Regions from separate parts of the Mustela erminea genome. Here region 2 is linked to region 1. The links are chromatin contacts, called in public Hi-C maps. All regions are on one chromosome and are shown on one strand. Each heading gives the region's core, a stretch centred on a gene start, on an enhancer-like site or on the middle of the called end of the contact. The rest is flanking DNA. Distances are from core to core; before and after follow the strand shown.

Evidence for each region. A called contact is a pair of places that touch in the nucleus more often than the background predicts.
Region 2: a Hi-C map of fibroblasts shows a contact between it and region 1, with 4 times the contacts expected there. The contact joins the promoter of CTTNBP2NL here to the promoter of ST7L in region 1. A contact is called at or near these places in 2 of 3 Hi-C or Micro-C datasets (fibroblasts and spleen).

What each region holds. Positions count from the first base shown.
Region 1 is chr10:13,408,134-13,411,202 of mMusErm1.Pri, reverse strand. ST7L (suppressor of tumorigenicity 7 protein-like) reads right to left here and starts at 1,731. Exons shown (of 15, transcript XM_032301630.1): 1 at 1,446-1,731. The coding sequence starts at 1,653. CAPZA1 (F-actin-capping protein subunit alpha-1) reads left to right here and starts at 2,245. Exons shown (of 10, transcript XM_032301637.1): 1 at 2,245-2,417. The coding sequence starts at 2,379.
Region 2 is chr10:13,568,356-13,571,157 of mMusErm1.Pri, reverse strand. CTTNBP2NL (CTTNBP2 N-terminal-like protein) reads left to right here and starts at 1,552. Exons shown (of 6, transcript XM_032301628.1): 1 at 1,552-1,658.

The sequences.
Region 1 (3,069 bases), core at 482-2,981:
GCAAATCCCTAAGAATAAACTAAAAAAAACACCCTGTTACAAAGGAGATTTAAAACAACTCCCTAATTATTTTGGTGAGATACAAACCAGTGTTTCAAATTAGAGGCAAGGAACCAGTATGTGTATGTATTCAGTTTGTCAGCTAGAGAGGAAAAAAAAACCCCAAAGAGAATAGCAACAGACTGAGAGAACTCCTTGAACCTGACTCACTGGAAGCCTGGACCAGATTTTTCACTTCAAATAACTGTCTCATAAATACCACAGGTTTCAGAAATTAATAAAAATCTACCACAGTTAACTACTCTCATCCCAATGGTGTTATCTAGTTAACACGTGGAAAAATAAATGATAAAATCAATGAATAATATTTCACTGAGCATGCAAACCACTAGTAAGCACTTCATTAACCAGTTACAGAGACAGCAAATTAGCTCTTCCAAATAGTCTAGGAAGGCCAATTTACTTAGTTTTAGTATGTTTGTTATATCCGAACTTACATAAAACCTATCTTCTAAAAAGTCCAGAACATTATCTCACAGTATTTCATGTCATCTTATGAAAAAGAAAAGGAGACATTTGCCTTTTCTTGCTGCAGAAAAATAAACCACAGGTACTGATAGTCATAGTCATCACACAGCAAAAATACTTTCATCTTGTTCAGAGCTTGAGTGGAAATACTGTAATGTAATGGTAAAAGGCCCTGGCTCCCATCCACTTTGTCCTGGCTACAGGTAAAGTATAGTATTTGCAGAATCCACGGGGATCATCACTTCTGACACGTCTCTGTATCTTCAGCTCAGACTACATAGCAAGCTTTCTACGAATGTTGAAAGAACCCATTACTGTTTGTGGCTCTCTTCCCCTTAACTTCCTGTATTACTCAAGATAAAGCCTAAAGCAAAGAAGAGACCAAGATACCACAAAAACTTTCTTGACAGAACTATCTTAGAATATAATGGTTGGCTAAGATCATGGCTTTTTTTTTTTTTTTTCCTTTTAGGTCTTTGAATGCAGAAACCCTCATCTTTGTAGTCTGGGTGTGGGAACTCTTGGCTAACCGGCGAGAGACTCAAAAGAATGATTTTCAATGGATCCTACCAATGCTGGAAGTATATATAAATTCTGCAACGGATATGAAAATGCTCTCATCTTGTCCTACTACCTGAAGCCTACAGCGTGTCAGGTGGCGGGCTCTTCCTCGGGTAAACGAGGACAGTTGAGAGAGGGCGGATCTTAAGAGCTCAAGGGAGGAGCCCATAGCTGCAGCTCAGGTTTGACAATCAGCTGCGGAGTTGCAGACCGGGAGAAGAACACACTAGGTAGAGCACCAAAGACTTTCTCTGAAGCTCTCCAGTGACTGCGGAGAATCTCTGCCCTTTGCCTCTTGCTCCCGGTCCCTCTTCTAGCTCCCCCCGCCCATCCCCAGGGAGGTCTGGGCCTCTCACCCGCAGCCAAATTCTCACACAGCCTCAGCGGGACCCTCAGAGCGTAAAGCAGTCCAAGCCCCGCCACGAACCACAGCGAGGCCCCAGTCCCCGCCAGTCCGGCCCGCAGCCGCTCCCTCCAGCCGAGCGACGGGCTCAGGCCCGGAGCAGGTGCAGGAGGAGATGCCGTAGCAGTGGCTGCTTCACCCAATCCGTCTCCGTCCGCCATCTTGCCGCTCCCGCAGGCTCCGGGAGCTGGGAGGGGAGAAAGGCAGGAAACCGGGAGTCGGGAATCCTGGGATAGTGGCGGACCTAAAATTGGCCTCTGTGGAGGCTGAGTCCCAGGGAACGCGGACCAAAAAAATTTGGAACGTGAGGGAGCGGCCCAAGACTGAGGTTACCTTTCCTTCGAAGGACAGGAAAGGGTGACTGGCGGCACATATTGGAGGAACTGGACTGAGATGTGATCTCTGAGTGAAATGTTTTCGCTTCCATGCGAGTGACGGTCACCTCTCACCCTATTCCCAGGGTTGGAAAAGCCACCGACCGTTCCAGGGCCCGAACAGCAGTTAGCCCTTTGGACTCGGCCGCCACAGATATCACTGGTACTAGGAAAACGTACAGTAACAATTGCGATTTGGTCGGACGGAATTCGGGTGTCAGGAATAGTCGAAACATGCCCCCAGCGTCTCATAGATGAACGGAGGAAATGAACGTAACTCAGTGAGAAAACTATTAGTTTTAAAATCATTTAAGGAAAAGTTTTAAGGCAGAGTTAGGGACTTCGCGGAGAGACGGCGCTCAGAACCACCACCCCGCCCGAAACTGACATGGCGCCCTCTGGGTCGGCGTTTCCGGGCGGGTCCTTCCGACAGCCCCCGCGGTGATTCCATCACTCAGCTTCCTTCCCGGCCTGCCTCGCGCTGGGGCCGGGCTGGGCCAGAGCAGCCCAAGATGGCCGACTTCGAGGACCGGGTGTCGGATGAGGAGAAGGTAAGGGGTCCGCCTCTCTCTCTTGCCTCCTCTCGCGACAGGGAACGGGGGCCTGACCTGGCTGCGGTGGGAACCCTGGCGGTGTCCCCAGAAAAAAGAAGCTTCTTGGCCTGTACTGGGATACGCTCTGCAGTTGGGACGCTTCTCTCTTTAGGGGCTTTGGTCTGCCTCACGGTGGCCCCAGTTCCCCATTCCTCAACTCTTTCTCTTCCTGGGCCTGAAGCACAGCCTAATGACCCTTAAGCAAGAGAAGAGACTTTCGTTTATTGAATTGTGACTGTGGACTTTATTGTGTAATTAAGAGCGGGGGCGATGGTGATGTCTCGATGTATCAAGAAGCATTTATTTTACCGCCTTTAACTGTTGGGGCTCTCCCCATCCCCCCATTTTTAGATACGATTGAGGCTAGTTTAGGGCGAGTCACTTCCTGGTCAGGATGGCCTCTTAACTTCCCTTTCGCTCCTCCTTCCTCAGGAAGTGATTTTGCTGTCACGACTCCTCGACAGGGAGAGGTACCCATGTGTTGTCCGCCCATCCACTCTTTTCTTACTTACTATCGGCTGAACTGATTCTCAGTAATAAATGTGTAAGCCTCAGGACGTTAGCTTCAGAATTTGACCACTTTCCCCTGTAGACATTCCTTGATTGATTG
Region 2 (2,802 bases), core at 303-2,802, 160 kb before region 1:
GGTGCGTTAAGCAGAATATGGCACAGGTTTAGAGTCATACAACCTCATTGGAAGTTCTTTCTTTATTATTTACTAGCTCTGTGCCCATAGTTATTTGAGTTCTTTTCATTGCTATCTTCTCATCTGTAAAATGGGCAGGATGATGTCTATATTACAAGTTAGGACAGATTTATCATATAATAGCGGAAATTAAGTAAGATAGCATATGAAAGTGTCCGCCACAGTGATGACATATCTTCCTAGATCAATACTATGCTCCAGTACTATCTTGCTCAATAATAATTGTTATGATTAAGAATAATATATTAAAAACAATACATTACTTAGCCATTATAAATTTTAATTGTATCATAAGTATTTACTATATTGTATTTAAAAATAATGTGGTTATTATTTTATTATTATTTATTTATTTATTTACAGACAGAGATCACAAGTAGGCAGAGAGGCAAGCAGAGAGAGGGAGAAGCAGGCTCCCCGCTGAGCAGAGAGCCTGATGTGGGGCTGGATCCCAGGACCCTGAGATCATGACCCAAGCCAAAGGCAGAGGTTTTAACCCACTGAGCCACCCAGGTGCCCGGGCTATTATTATTTTAACCAGCTAAATAAATCTGGTGACCTGGAGAGCAGTCTATGGGGAAGGAACCCAGAAACCTTAACCTCTGATAGGGATGCATCCGTATCCTGGGATAGGGATGGTCCTGGGAAGGCTTGCTGCTAACAGCAAGATCTGCATTCCTGTGTTCACAAGAAGGGACAGACATTTCTTGCATCTTCTACATTGCCCTTTGTTCCAGCTTTACTGCAAACGCCGTTGCCCCACAATAGGGCCAAGAACACAAAAAATATCCTCTCATCGGACACGCATATTGACAGACTAATTTGCAATCACTCGACTTTTGCCTGGAAGGCAGGTGGGACTGGGTTTTGCCCTCCCTGGTGCTACCCGGTGTCCCCGCGCCAGGAGCTCCAGTGCTAGTACTTCCCTTCCAAATGTAATGGGAAAAGAGAAGGCCGGGGTGGGGCGGGGAAGTGGGGGGGTCTCCGGGTTTATCATGTTTGCGCTCTTGCTTCTAGCACCACACCCACAAGCTGGTCCAAGAGAAAGAGACAGCAGGAAAGACACGTTACCGGGTTTGCGACAACTAATTCTAAAGCAGACGCCAAAGGGCATTTCATTTATTAACATTTTGGATAGAATGAAACGTTAATGTGCCCAATCAACCTGAGCTCCCAAAGCCCGCCATTCCTAAGCCTCCCAGACTAGGAGGATAAAGCAAGAAACACTCGGCACCGTGCTGCCCAGAAACCGCAGAAGGTGGAAAGTTGCAGAAGCCGAGCCGGGAGGGGCGCGAGCCCACCCCGGAGCCCCGGCCGGAGGAGCGCGCTTCCTCCAGGAAGTGACGCGAGCTCAATCCCAGCCCGGCTCTCCCCAAACAAAAGGGATCTTGGGGCCCCGGGAGGAGCCTAAATGACTTTGGAGAAGCCCCTCCTCCAGCAGGCGCGGATTGGTGCCGGTGCTGAGGAAGCGAGGTGGCGATTGGCCCTGGTGAATGCCATTGCGCCCGTCTGGCGGTTGAGGGGCGGGGCCTCAGGAGGCTTGGATGCGAGCGGGTGGCGGAGGCGGCGGGGAGCAGAGACCGGAGCGCGGGGAAAAGGTAGGAGCCGTCAGGGCTGGGGCTCGACGGTGGCTGGGGGGCCGGGTTCTCGAGAGAAAAGCAAGGGTAGGCCCACCGGTGTCCTCCCACCGCCGTCCCAACTGCCACTTGCGCCCATCCCCTGAGGGGGCGGGGCCGTCTCCTCCGCCTCCCGGTATTCCCCGAGGAGGCGGCTCCCCATCCTCCGAGGGTCCTCGCAACTACTTATTGTCCCCGGTCAGTCCCAGCTCCGTATAAGGGGCTTCCCTCTGACACCCCTCGTTTAAGGGTCCCGCTCACCCGGCGCCTCAACCTTGGGGAGGGCGCGCAGGTTCTCATTCTCTAGGCTGCCGCCTCCACCCCCATACGATACCCCCGGGAACCCAGACATCCCTCCCTACGCTTGTCCCTGCTCGCCAGAGTGGGACCAGCGCTAGTTTCACCCGTAAGATAAAAATCAGTATTTTCCAAAAAAGATGGGTGAGGCAGAAATCAAGACCCTATCTAGACAGCCAGCTCCACAGAAGAAGCGGCCTTCCCCCACTTCAGTTCTTCCCATCCCCCACGCTCTGATACTCGGGCTTCCTCTTGAAGCCCCTCGGATCCTCTGTTCCCTTGGGCGGGGGAGGGGTAAGGTGGCGCGGGCCCAGAGCTCACCTGCTTCGGGACTCTTTTAGACTCTGGAGGAACGAGAAATACTAACTCCCCGCTCCCCCTTCACCCTTTGTGCCGCCCCTCCAATCTCTGCTCCTTGAGGGAGGAACCAACTTCTAAGGCTTTTTCAGGTTTGAGTTGCGTTTCATTTTGGCTTTCTACCCTATTTCTGCCTTGGGAACTTGATGAAAAACCATCATTTTCTGTTTCACAGATAGGTGGGTGTGTTGGTCATCTGCAGAGTTGGCCTTACGTGGGTAGAATGCAGTGTGTATTGTTGGACTGCTAGTGAATAATAGCACGTTTTCAAATAAAACAGTGTAGATAAGTATATAAAGAGCATTAGATTAGGACTGAGTATCTCCCAGTCTAGGGTGGGCTGGTCCGTTGCTCAGGGAGACTGCAGTTAACCTTGAAGGTATAGTTCTGTTGAAACAAAAGGCAGGAAGTGTTTGAAGAAAATTCAGGTTCAGCCATCTAGGTTTATCATTAATCCCCTCTGTGGCCTTTG